Linked DNA regions of Salmo salar: region 1 is linked to region 2. The links are chromatin contacts, called in public Hi-C maps. All regions are on one chromosome and are shown on one strand. Each heading gives the region's core, a stretch centred on a gene start, on an enhancer-like site or on the middle of the called end of the contact. The rest is flanking DNA. Distances are from core to core; before and after follow the strand shown.

Evidence for each region. Hi-C and Micro-C count contacts between places; a contact is called where the count stands out from the background.
Region 1: a contact with region 2 is called in a Hi-C map of muscle, with 2.9 times the contacts expected there. The contact joins the enhancer-like site here to the promoter of noc3l in region 2. A contact is called at or near these places in 2 of 3 Hi-C or Micro-C datasets (gill and muscle).

Annotation. Positions count from the first base shown.
Region 1 is chrssa28:6,712,374-6,718,907 of Ssal_v3.1, reverse strand. It overlaps a transcript of hecd2 not described here. Among protein-coding and RNA genes, the nearest start is that of hecd2, 30 kb to the left of the region's middle. Within about 2 kb of position 4,962, at least 3 of the 13 cell types and tissues checked have an H3K27ac peak or open chromatin away from gene starts, as enhancers often do. A contact at or near this core is called in muscle, where this site is marked.
Region 2 is chrssa28:6,571,666-6,579,150 of Ssal_v3.1, reverse strand. It overlaps noc3l (NOC3-like DNA replication regulator), which reads left to right and starts at 6,045. Exons shown (of 20, transcript XM_014179263.2): 1 at 6,045-6,212; 2 at 6,706-6,910; 3 at 7,161-7,284. The coding sequence starts at 6,204. LOC106589376 (TBC1 domain family member 12) reads left to right here. Exons shown (of 13, transcript XM_014179265.2): 7 at 249-329; 8 at 1,010-1,101; 9 at 1,187-1,258; 10 at 1,357-1,485; 11 at 1,599-1,708; 12 at 2,017-2,275; 13 at 3,282-3,637. The coding sequence ends at 3,353.

The DNA of each region.
Region 1 (6,534 bases), core at 3,713-6,212, 140 kb before region 2:
CCAAGCCTGCGCCAATATAACTTTAAGCATTTTTCCAAACTCTATTTAGCAAGCCAGGGAGCTCGTAGAGAGATGAGCTCTGCTGCTCAACCTCTCCCACAGAAGTTCCATATGGACGACACGTGGAGTGAGATCTGCCAGAAGCAGCTGGTAGCACTTTAGGAGTTCAGGCTCCCTACAATTTCATTCTAAATGCATAATACACCTGCTGTTTATATTCCCTGTTCAGATCTGCTACAAGCCAATATAAAGTACATGTCAAAATGCAGTGATAATCAAGTAATGATTGGGATCATTAGCACATGCTGCAGGGTCTGTGAAGCTGGTATAAAATGCTGTCATTGTTATGAAGTATGAAGAGCTCAGAAGCAGAATACTTTAGCAGTGAAGTGAAAAGGTTTTCATCTGAATGCTGTGCTACATTAAATGAATATAACCAGCCACATTTTAATCTGTTCTAGTGGTTTATATGATTATAACCGTGAGTTATTTGGGTGTTGAAGATACTTGCTTTCTATTGTAAAGGATCTGTACTATGTTACACATTTAACTGTATGTGTGGCAGCTCATGGGCTTGGCCGTGTACAACAGCATCACCCTGGACATCCGCTTCCCTCCCTGTGTCTACAAGAAGCTTCTGACCCCGCCCGTGGTGCCGTGTGACCCCGATACCCCCGTTGGCATGGCGACCCTCATCCTGGACGACCTGCAGCAGGTCATGCCTGTATGTACACGACACAAGCTGTGACTCAGCTCTCTTAGTTACCCTCTCTCACTGGCATTCTTTCCCATTACACTGCACTCTTCTCGTAAGGATCACAAGTACAATAATATTGTTTGCAGTGGTAATAAACCATGGGAAAGTAACATTTGTTTACTTGCAAAGTACTCTGCTTTTCAATAATAATAATGTACAGAATCAAAAGAGTGGATGTGATGCTTATGAGAGTACTGCCCTGTTTTAGAAAGGTTTACATTGTCTCTGGTTTAGTGTTGACCTGTTTATGAATATGGCCCACTGGGCAAACACTGGTTGAATCAATGTTGTTTCTACGTCGTTTCAATGAAGTGACGTTAAACCAACATGGAATAGACGTTGAATTGATGTCTGTGCCTAGTGGGGGATGTATGGTTGCTAGACTAAGATGTTATATAGACTGTGTTAGTTAAAAAGACTGTGTTAGAATTAACTGCAATATGGCATTGTTCCTACTTATAGCTAAATGTACAGGAATACATGCAATATGCATAAATAATGTATTTGTAATGATGTGAGTCAAGGGGTCTAAGGAAATGCTCGTGCATCACAGGCGTGTGAAATAATCAACCAGGCTCACATTCCATACAGTCCCAGAGTCTCACCCTGCCACCAGTCTTGTTATAACAGTATGGCTGCAGCCAAGGTGAGATGAGACTGAGCTGCAGCCAGGTCTCAGAGGTGCCGATACAACCATCATCACCTCACACCCCGGTAAAAGCTGCCATAGATGTCACACACAGGAGCCCAACACTGCTGATTAAGATCTCCTGGTGATGGCAGCTTTTTTTTATTGAACAGGAAGATTCAAGGATGCCAGGCTAGCTGTAGTTTGTTAGCTGTCTAGGAGGAGAGATGGAGAGGAGAGATACAGTTCACGTGGCATGACATGCTTCTCTTTAGATTTTTTGATGAACTCCCAAATTAATATTCTGCAATTGCCATCAAAGTTATGCTTTGTTGTTATAATATTTCCTTATATAATCCTGTAGTTCCTCATAATATGTTGATTTTTCATTCGCTAGTCAGTGATTGAAGCCTTGACATTTTCCAATATTCACCAGCAGAGGGCTGTCAAGCCCAACTTTTGCGCATCACCGCTTGCATGTTTGAACTCCACAAACTCAAAAGAACAAACCAAATCTATAGTAATCATATAAAAATGTTGTATGCACATACAATGCATTACTGTCACTAAGACTAGTATTTACCTGCTTTTGGTGTAATTGTATAGCTTTTTATGCAGTATGCATCTCATTGCGCTGCGTTTTGTCGAGTCAGCCTTGCTGAGGCCAGATGTTGTTTTTTTACTGGGCAGCTGGCCTTCTCTTTGCTTACATAACGGCCTCTGGGCGTTTATTTGCTCCCTGTTGAATACTTTTTCCTAAATTGGTGGAGGACAGGGAAAAAACTACTGCAAGTTCTTTAAAAAGACATGCTAATAGTGCCCAGCACTGACGTCAAACACATGCAATTGTTCTTCAAATGATTTTGCATTGTAAAATGTACTTCATTTTATGAGGTGTGGATTGGAAAAGCATAATCGCAGTGATGTCATGTAAAATACATACAGCATACAATGGTTATTTTGTTTCCTCAATACGTTTTATAGATTGTGTAGTGGGAAAGGCTTTACATGATTTTCTTGTTGTTTTGTCTTACAATGCCATTACAGTAATTCAGTAAAGGAAATTCAGTCATTAGATATCAATAATAAAATGAAGTCAGATTTTCCTCCATGAAACGTTCTATGAACATAGTGTACTGTGCTGCATAGGGCAGACGTTCCCACCGTGGCAACTTTCAAATGGCAATTTGTTTTCCTCTTAGGTTTTTTTCTATTAGTCCTTCACAGATTTAAAGGAGACATATACTTCATAAAGACTGGTTGCAATCTACAGTACCAGTCAAAAGTTTGGACAAACCTACTCATTCAAGGGTTTTTCTTTATTTGTACTATTTTTTACATTGTAGAATAATAGTGACGACATCAAAACTATGAAATAACACATATGGAATCATGTAGTAACCAAAGAAGTGTTAAACAAATCAAAATAGATTTTAGATTCTTCAAAATAGCCACCCGTTGCCTTGAAGACAGCTTTGCACACTCATGGCATTTTTTCAACCAGCTTCATCTGGAATGCTTTTCCAACAGTCTTGAAGGAGTTCCCACATATGCTGACATCTTGTTGGCTGCTTTTCCTTCACTCTGCGGTCAAACTCATTCCAAACGATCTCAATTGGATTGAGGTCGGGTGATTGTGGGGGCCAGGTCATCTGATGCAGCACTCCATCACTGTCCTTCTTGGTCAAATAGCCCTTACACAGCCTGGAGGTGTATTGTGTAATTGTCCTGTTGAAAAACAAATTATAGTCCCACTAAGCACAAACCAGATGGGATGGCGTATTGCTGCAGAATGCTGTGGTAGTCATGTTGGTTAAGTGTGCCTTGTATTCTAAATAAATCACAGACAGTGTCACCAGCAAAGCACCCCCACACCATAACACCTCCTATTCCATTCCTCAGAGTGGGAAACACCTACTCTGCGTCTCATTTGGTCTCAGATTTCTACCGACCTAATGTCTATTGCTTGTGTTTCTTGGCCCAAGCAAGTCTCTTCTTTTTATTGCAGTCCTTTAGTAGTGGTTTATTTGCAACAATTCGACCATGAAGACCTGATTCACGCAGTCCCCTTTGAACAGTTGATGTTGAGATGTGTCTGTTACGTGAACTCTGTGAAGCATTTATTTGGGCTGCAATTTCTGAGGCTGATAACTAATGAACTTATCCTCTGCAGCAGAGATAACTCTGGGTCTTCCTTTCCTGTGGTGTACCTCATGCGAGCCAGTTTCATCATAGCACTTGATGGTTTTTGCGACTGCACTTGAAGAAACGTTCAAAGCTCTTGAAATGTTCCGGATTGACTGACCTTCATGTCTTAAAGTAGATGGACTGTCATTTCTCTTTGCTTATTTGAGCTGTTCTTGCCATAATATGGACTTGGTCTTTTACCAAATAGGGCTATCTTCTGTATACCAACCCTACCTTGTCACAACACAACTGATTGGCTCCAAAAAAATCCACAAATTAACTTTTAACAATACTTTTTTTGGTTACTACATGATTCCATATGTGTTATTTCATAGTTTTGATGTCTTCAATATTATTCTACAATGTAGAAAATAGTAAAAATAAAGAAAACCCTGGAATGAGTAGGTTTGTCCAAACTTTTGACTGGTGCTGTATATAAAAAGCATTGCTTATAGATTTAGTCTTGTGTTTCAGGATCTTGCTCATGGGCTGGCAGAACTTCTCAGCTATGAAGGCAACGTGGAGGAGGACTTCTGCACAACCTTTCAGGTTGGGAAAACACATTCATTCTTGTTCACAATAACACCTGTGAAACATAATGTCTTTGACTTCACAATAATCAATACTGTTACAGCACAAGGGAAGCACTCCACTAATGTGATGATCATTTTAGGTGTCGCAGGAAGAACTAGGTGTGATCAAGTCCTACAATCTGAAACCAGGAGGAGATAAGATTCCTGTTACCAACCAGAACAGGAAGGGTAAGTGAGGAGTAGACAGACTGCCAAACACCAGAGGAAAGACAACTGTCCTGCAGTAGCATGTGATATCTAACAGTGCCTTTCAGACTATGTGGCATTTGTTTGTTCTCTCATAGTTGAATGATTGTTTGATTATTCTTGTCTTTGCAGAGTATGTCCAGCTGTACGTAGATTTCCTGCTGAATAAGTCCATTTACAGGCAGTTTGCTGCCTTCTTCTATGGCTTCCACAGTGTGTGTGCCTCCGACGCTTTGTTGGTAAGAATATCAAGACTTTTACTATCAAAGGGAATAAATTAATTCTAATTGGTGTGACCAACTGTAGAAAAACGTTATGAATTCCAACTGTCATTATAGGTTTTTGGATAAAGTATATCACTATCACAGAGAATTCAGAGGACATCATTTCAGTGCCAGCTGGTCCTGTTTGAAGTGTCAGAAGTCAATAGTTTAGTCAACTCCTATAGAACGCTTTCTGATTAGGCAGCATCGTGATCATGAGGCCCGGAGAGGCAACGAGGAGTGCAGGATTGGAAGCTCAACTGTGAGTGCGTGCATGTGTGTGAGTGAGTCTACTGTTCCTCGCTGCCTGTTCACAGAGGCTCCCCACCCCCTCTCTTGGCACAGGCCTCCTAACGGGGGTGTTTGTGTGTGTGTGTGTGCTCTGTCTCCACTTAGTGACCAGGGCTCATTGGGCCAAAAGGGGGAGGCTCGTATGAGTGGCCTATTTAAAGAGTACGTAGGGAACCACAGTGGCAGGGTTGACGTCCACCATGAATATCAATCAGACAGACCACAAATCTGCTGTATTCATGCAGAACCAGCCCAGCTTTAGGGTTAGATTTGCATGGTTTAACATGAGAGGATCTGGATCACTCTGGTCGTTGTCAGTTGGTTTCCCAATAGTTATTTAACTGTTGCTAGGCTCTGTGAGCCCTGTGAGTATCCTCACTGATCTGCTGACAGAAACCTATCAGCGTACTGTGTAACTAACAAGGAGTGAAATACAGGTAACTGCCAAAATAAAGGAAACACCACCATAAGGTGTCTTAATAGGGCATTGGGCCACCACGAGCCAGAAAAGCTTCACTGCACCTTGGAATAGATTAGTACAAAAAAAATAAAATAATAATAAATGTATGAAATGTATGCATTCACTACTGTAAGTCGCTCTGGATAAGAGCGTCTGCTAAATGACTAAAATGTAAAAATGTAAAATGTAATTCTACAAGGGTTTGGAACTCTATTGGAAGGATGAGACACCATTCTTCCATGAGAAATTCCATCATTTGGTTTTTTGTTGATGGTGGTGGAAAACGCTGTCTCAGGTGCCCCTCCAGAATCTTCCATAAGTGTTCAATTGGGATGAGATCTGGTGACTGAGACGGGCATGACATATGGCTTACATCGGCCATGGCATATGGCTCAGCAAAAAAATAAACATCCCTTTTTCAGGACCCTGTCTTTCAAAAATAATTCGTAAAAATCCAAATAACTTCACAGATCTTCATTGTAAAGGGTTAAAACACTGTTTCCCATGCTGCTTGTTCAATGAACCATAAACAATTAATGAACATGCACCCTTGGAACGGTCGTTAAGACACTAACAGTTTACAGACAGTAGGCAATTAAGGTCACAGTTATGAAAACTTAGGACGCTAAAGAGGCCTTTCTACTGACTCTGAAAAACACCTAAATAAAAATGCCGAGGGTCCCTGCTCATCTGCTTGAACGTGCCTTAGGCATGCTGCAAGGAGGCATGAGGACTGCAGATGTGGCCAGGGAAATAAATTGCAATGTCCGTACTGTGAGACGCCCAAGACAGCGCTATAGGGAGACATGACGGACAGCTGATCGTCCTCGCAGTGGCAGACCACGTGTAACAACAACAGGATCGGTACGTCCGAACATCACACCTGCGGGACAGGTATAGGATGGCAACAACAACTGCCCGAGTTACACCAGGAAGGCACAATCCCTCCATCAGTGCTCAGGCAGTCCGCAATAGGCTGAGAGAAGTTGGACTGAGGGCTTGTAGGCCTGTTGTAAGGCAGGTCCTCACCAGAAATCACCAGCAACAACGTCGATCTGTGGGCACAAACCCACCATCGCTAGACTGGCAAAAAGTGCTCTTCACTGACGAGTCGCGGTTTTGTCTCACCAGGGGTGATTCGTGGTCGGATTCGTGTTTATCGTCGAAGG
Region 2 (7,485 bases), core at 4,796-7,295:
CATAGCCGAGGTTATACATCTAAAAATGTAGTGTGCTGGTATTGTTTGTTTTCTAACAAAACAAGCACTTTCACCACTTTCAGCTGGAATATATGTACCAGCCTGTTGTGTTGTGAGTGGAAGGAATTTCTGAATTGCCTACATGTTTTACTGCCAGAAAGTGCCTTTGTGGTTTACAGAAAAATGCAAAGTAGACGTCCTGACTCATTGAGAGAGTAATCTTCTTTCCTTTCCTCCCTTTTCTACAGAGCTGTATGAAATATTCCTCTCCAGAGCAAAGGAGAGATGGAGGAGTTTCAGTGAGACGGGTTCAGAAACAGAGGCTGACGGTTGGTCTGGGGCGGGGGGGAAGCCCTCAGGGGACAAGACTGTGAATCTCAGCCTCAGACACACACACACACATCCATTCTCCTCTCTTCCTGTTTGAGACAAAGCTATTTCCTCTCGTTGCTTTACATCTGAGGTCCTTGACACATTGTGGAACAAAAACTTAGCAGTACTGCCGCCATATTGGCGTCACATTACTGCACAAATCCCCCTCACTCAGCAGCCATTTGCAGGCTTGGTGCAAAGGCTTTCTGTTGTTTTTCTTCCAGTGATCTGTAAAGCGTCTGTTTCTACCATCATGTCAGACTTTCTGCCCATTGGTCCAGTACTGAGAGTCAATAGTGACACATTCAAAGCTCTAACATCTGTAGTGCATAAGAAAGACTGTGTTTTTGCCAACGAGAGCCTTAGGAGATGGATCCAACAGGATTTAATAGAGCTGAACAGAGAAATATGCAGCCTGTCTCCTCTTGGCATCATTTTAGGTTACAAAATATTGGCACTGCATCAGTGTCTCTGTATCTGTCAATGATTACTGAGTTACTCAGCCTATCGTGCACAAACAACGATGCAGAGAGGTCAGACGGGCTGGAGATCAGTTTATTGTAGTAACCTGAAATGGTTCCGTTTGTCCTTTCTCTTATGATGTTTTTAACATCATTTGTTTGTGTTTCGATTCTAGATGGGGCATCGGTGGCAGACAGAGAGTCCAGTCTGGACCTGATCAAGCTGGACATATCCCGCACATTTCCTCCTCTTTTTATCTTCCAGAAGGTACAGTACATCTCTTACCCCGTGTGTGTGTGTGTGTGTGCGCGCTCCATGGCATTTCTCATCCTCTGATTGTCTTCAACCACAGGGTGGGCCATATCATGATCTCCTCCACAGTGTGCTGGGGGCTTACACCTGTTACAGACCTGACGTGGGATATGTGAGTAACACGTCAAAACGGCACTCTTTGTCCTTATTTTCTCCCATACCGTGGCTGCGGTGGTTGTAAAGTGAAATGGCGGTTCTGTTCTCTTTCAGGTCCAGGGCATGTCCTTCATAGCTGCAGTATTAATCCTCAACCTGGAGGAAGCTGATGCCTTCATCGCATTTGCTAACCTGCTCAACAAACCCTGTCAACTGGCCTTTTTCAGAGTGGACCATGATCTGGTGAGGCCCACTTCCATAGGGGCCACTGTGGAAAATTGTCCTCTCTCTAAAATGACTTTAACAGGACTGAATTAGTCGTCACTGCATCTCTCGCTACCGTTCTTCTTCTCTAGATGCTGAAATACTTTGCTGCATTCGAGGTGTTCTTTGAAGAGAACCTCCCAAGACTATTTAACCACTTCCAGAGCTCCAACCTCACCCCAGATCTCTATCTCATAGACTGGTAAGTACCTATGGGATCTCTGTGAACATTTGAAAGTATGTAACAGCTCTCTTTAGTGTGGCCTTCAAGCTGTTATCTCCCACTTTTAGTTCCAGTCATGCTATCAGCTCAGTATTCACAGTTATAAGAGCACAGCTACTGTAAGCTCTAGATTAAATAATCTGCATTCACCATTCTGCTAACTGCCGTGTGTGTGTGTGTGTGTGTGTGTGTGTGTGTGTGTGTGTGTGTGTGTGTGTGTGTGTGTGTGTGGTGAACTTGCTTGCGTTCGTTCGTTTGTGAATGCATGCTTCTGTGTCTGTGCACAGGATCTTCACTCTGTACAGTAAGTCGTTGCCATTGGACGTGGCGTGTCGCGTGTGGGACGTGTTCTGTCGTGACGGCGAGGAGTTCCTGTTCCGGACGGGTCTGGGGATCCTGCGTCTGTATGAGGACGTGCTCCTACAGATGGATTTCATCCGCAGCGCCCAGTTTCTGACACGCCTCCCTGAGGATATAGGCTCAGATAGGCTGTTCGCCTGCATTGCAGCCGCGCCCATGCTCAATGGAAACAGAAAATGGTCCCAGGTCAGTTCCTCTAAACATGAGAAGACATGAAAGTGAGAAAATGGATACGTTTGCATGGAGTGACAATAAACATACAAGAATGTTATTATGTGGTTAGGTTGAAGCCATTTCTGTAGCCTATTGAGTGAACTGGGTCATGCTCCCAAAATTCCTCAAAAATAGCCTGTAGTTATGTCCAGTCCCTGGTCTGCCCGTCCATCACGTGTGCCATTTGTGTGGCCAGTAGCAGTTTAGAAATTACACATCACTCAGCCACTGCTATATGGAAGACATCTTTATCATAGATTCACACTTGTTGAGTCCTACAATTCATATACTACACCACCTACAGGTGAATGAATGTACATTGCGTACACAAAACATTAGGAACACCTTCCCTTTTGCCCTCAGAACAGCCTCAATTCATTGGGGCACGGACTCTACAAGGTGTCAAAAGCACAGGAATGCTGGCCCATGTTGACTCCAATGCTTCCCACAGTTGTGTTAAGTTGGCTGGATGTAATTTGGGTGGTGGACCATTCTTGATACACACAGGAAACTGTTGAGCGTGAAAAACCCAGCAGCGTTGCAGTTCTTGACACAAACCGGTGCGCCTGGCACCTACTATCATACCCCATTCAAAGGCACTTAAATCTTTTGTCTTGCCCATTCACCCTCTGAATGGCACACATACACAATCCGTGTCTCAATTGTCTCAAAGCTTAAAAATCATGATTGAACCTGTCTCCTCCCCTTCATTTACACTGACTGAAGTGGATTTAACAAGTGACATCAATAAGGGATCAGTCTACAGTATGTCATGGGAAGAGCAGATGTTCTTAATGTTTTGGATACTCGGTGTATGTCAGTTACAGAAATAAATAGGAAAGAACCTGTATGATAGTCTGCTTTTTTTGTGTGGAAATGTAGGCTACACAGCACCACCTACAGGTATTTATTTACTGTGTTTGCCTAAAAAGAATGACCGGATGCAGTTTTATGCTAAGATTTGTTCTCTCCTCTCCAGGTATTTCATGCGTTGATGAAGGACAACAAGGACATGGACAGGAATTGCAACCCAGCACTTAAGAGTTTATGATTCAGCAGTGGAACGTTTGAAGGATCATGTTCCTCTCTTTAATTGAGAGGCTTTGATCACCTTAGATTGATCATGGTAAATGGACCTTAAAGAATTTCATACTTGAAGATGGAGGCCTTGAACACCATTGGCAGTTTGATTGAATTTAGAGTATTTATGGTAGTATATCATGAATATACAGTACCAGTCAAAAGTTTGGACAGACCGACTCATTCAAGGGTTTTTCTTTTTTACTATTATTTTAGAATAATAGTGAAGACATCAAAACTATGAAATAACACACATGGAATCATGTAGTAACCAAAAAAGTGTTAAACAAATCAAAATAGATTTTAGATTCTTCAAAGTAGCCATGCTTTGTCTTGATGACGGCTTTGCACACTCTTGGCATTCTCTCAACCAGCTTCACCTGGAATGCTTTTCCAACAGTCTTGAAGGGGTTCCCACACATGCTGAGCAATTGTTGACTGCTTTTCCTTCACTCTGCGGTCCAACTCATTCCAAACCATTTCAATTGGGTTGAGGTCGGGGGATTGTGGAGGCCAGGTCATCTGATGCAGCAGTCCATCACTCTCCTTCTTGGTCAAATAGTGCTTACACAGCCTGGAGGTGTGTTGTGTCATTGTCCTGTTGAAAAACAAATGATAGTCCCACTAAGCGCAAACCAGACGGTATGGCGTATCGCTGCAGAATTCTGTGGTAGCCATACTGGTTAAGTGTGCCTTGAATTCTAAATAAATCATTGACAGTGTCACCAGCAAAGCACCATCACACCTCCTCCATGCTTCACGGTCAGAACTACACGTGGAGATCATCCATTCATCTACTCTGCGTCTCACAAAAACACAACGGATGGGACCAAAAATCTCAAATTTGGACTCATTAGACCAAAAGACATATTTCCACCGGTATAATGTCCATTGCTTGTGTTTCTTGGCCAAAGCAAGTCTCTTCTTATTGGTGTCATTTAGTAGTGGTTTCTTTGCAGTAATTCAACCATGAAGGCCTGATTCATGCAGTCTCCTCTGACCAGTTGATGTTGAGATGTGTCTGTTACTTGAACTCTGAAGCATTTATTTTTGCTGCAATCTGAGGTGCAGTTAACTCTAATGAACTTATCCTCTGCAGCAGAGGTAACTCTGAGTTTTCCTTTCCTGTGGCGGTCCTCATGAGAGCCAGTTTCATGATAGCGCTTGATGGTTTTTGTGACTACACTTGAAGAAACTTTCAAAGTTCTTGTAATTTTCCAGATTGACTGACCTTCATATCTTAAAGTAATGATGTACTGTCGTTTCTCTTTGTTTATTTGAGCTGTTCTTGCCATAATATGTACTTGGTCTTTTGCCAAATAAGGCTATCTTCTGTATACCCCTAAATTGTCACAACACAACTGATTGGCTCAAACGCATTAAGAAGGAAAGAAATTCCACAAATGTACTTTTGTCAAGGCACACCTGTTAATTGAAATGCATTCCAGGTGACTACCGCATGAAGCTGGTTGAGAGAATGCCAAGAGTGTGCAAAGCTGCCATCAAAGCCAAGTGTGGCTACTTTGAAGAATCTCAAATGTAAAATACATTTTGATTTGTTTAACACTTTTTTGGTTACTACATAATTCCATATATGTTATTTCCTAGTTTTGATGTCTTTGCTATTATTCTAAAAATAATAGTAAAAATAAAGAAAAACCCAAGAATGAGTAGGTGTGTCCAAACTTTTGACTGGTACTGTATGATGACGTATTGAAGTTAGACCCAATTCATTACATCTATCTAGTCCCATCACAAAGGTCTGGAGTTTCTTAGATTGAGTGAGGCCCTTAGTTACACCTGTGGATTTTATCTCACTAACATAAGATATTCCATGAAAATGCACCTCCAAGCATAGATTTACAGTATATGATTTAATGGACCAAGCCAATATAACAACATAGAACAAAATGAAAACAGTGACACAGCCCATCCATTTCTTAAGTCTCTGAAGCTTGTCATCGAATAGTTTCTGCTCATTTAAACTAACAGTAATAGGTTTTCATTACAGTGAGCAGTAAGCACTTGTTTCCGAAAGACCCATAGAAAGTGCAAAAGAGAACACGTGTGGCACATGAGGTTTCTGTTTTGCTTTTGTGTGAATGAATCCACAGTGAAGCTCTTATATTGTTGTGAATGAAAGAGCAATGAGACACTTGTTCAAAGCACCTATTCATGAAACATAATTCACTTTTAAAACATTGTTTGTGATGTTGCTCACATCTTTTTGTTACTTTACATTTGACCAAACACTTATATGTTGAGATGCAACATATTTTTTAATCAATGCTGTAGTTCATGGTTCTACAGGACATTTTTCATATCTTATATATTGGATATAAAAAAAAAGTTGTATATTGTTTCTTTTGCATTTTTTCTATGCTCTCTATTGTACAGTTTTCATACTACTAAGTTAGAACAATTGTAAATATATTTGAAATGAATTAAAGAGTACCTCTGTGATACTGTATCAGACCAGAAGTTATGAATTATGTGAATAAATCAAAGATATGATAATTGCATTTGAAATATTGTCTATTTATTCCCAGACAGTCAGTGTTTGCTGACTGCCGGTGCACCCAAGCAAACAGGTCTTCCCAACCACTAGGTGGCATTTATTTGAATTCGATTTTTTTCATCTATGAGGAGAACACACTTCCATCATTTTTACTTAGAACAAAATTACTTCCGGTATAGGAAAGAAACACACGTGTGGGAACGTTTTTACAGTTTATAGCCAACTATTATTATAATACACTTAAGGCTACTTATTTGATATCGACTTAGACAAGCGCTCCGTCTTTAAAATAAGTATTTTACGATGGCTCCGGTAAGTACATCGTGTAATAGCTAGATAGATAGTAACGCTGCCAGCTGAATTGTTTTAGCTGTATAGCTAACTAGCTATGTACTTACTCATTTTGTTAGCTCTCAATGGCTGTAATTTACGCGGAACATTTTGTCAACTACTGTTAATCACCATTATTTTAGTGGACACTATGTTATCCACATATTTTCGAGAAATTGGGCTATTGTAAACAGCCTGTCGTCATTGCTTCAACTAAATACAAATAACGTTACACTAACTATTAGCTAACTAGTTATGTCTGCAATGCTTGAGTTTGACAGTGGTTTTTACCAGAGGAACCCTAGCTATACCTACCTGCCATGTGTTGTTGGCTTATATAAGAATTCACATTGCTTGACATGCATTCATTTCATACCATAGTCTAGCTGTACTAGCTAGTAACTATGCAACCCCAAATCATTACCCAGGTTGTCCTTATGAATACAAAGCACTGACGATCTTTTCTCACCAACAGCCAAGGAGTAAGAAGAGGAAGCCGAGCTTTCGCAGGCTACTGAAGACAAGTAATGTGAAGCTTGACAACAAGCTAAAGAATCGTCAGTTCAAGAAAGAGAGTACCGACAAGAAACACCGCAAGGAGCAGAAGAAGCTCCGGGCAGCTATCAAAGATGCTGTCTTGAAGACCCCCCTCCCTCTGGAGCGCTACAAGAAGAGGCCAGGTGTGTGCAGCATGACGACCCACCCATACAGTAGTATAGCTTAACATCTAGGCCCTGACATCTAGCACTCAAGCTGAATGATGTCTGTACTGTAATCGGTAACATATAGTTTGGTTTACAATTCATTCACTGTTCCACACTATGGCATCGAAATAATTACGGAACCGATATAAAGTTATTATCATCTATTGTTTTTGTGTGTGCTGTTTGGTGGCGTTAATTACATGTCCCTGTCTGGTGTCTGTTACAGAGGATGAAGAGGAGGAGGAGTTTGTGGAGTCCCTGCCAATGGACATGATGGATGAAGATGACCTGGAGCAGATCAAGGCAATGGCTCAGAAAGCCTCCTTCCTCACCAGAGACCTGTCGTCAAGGTAATTACACAGTCCTTACAGTATTTTTGTAGGGCTGGGCGGTATACTGTATTTTAATATTTCGGTATTGATGGACGGACCGGTTTTGGGGTTGTACTTGCCTTCTGTAACGGTATTTCAATGTTTGGTTTGTTAAATGTAATACGCCAGTTTGTTAAATGTAATACGCCAGTCCACCATGTGTAACATCCGTGTTTATAG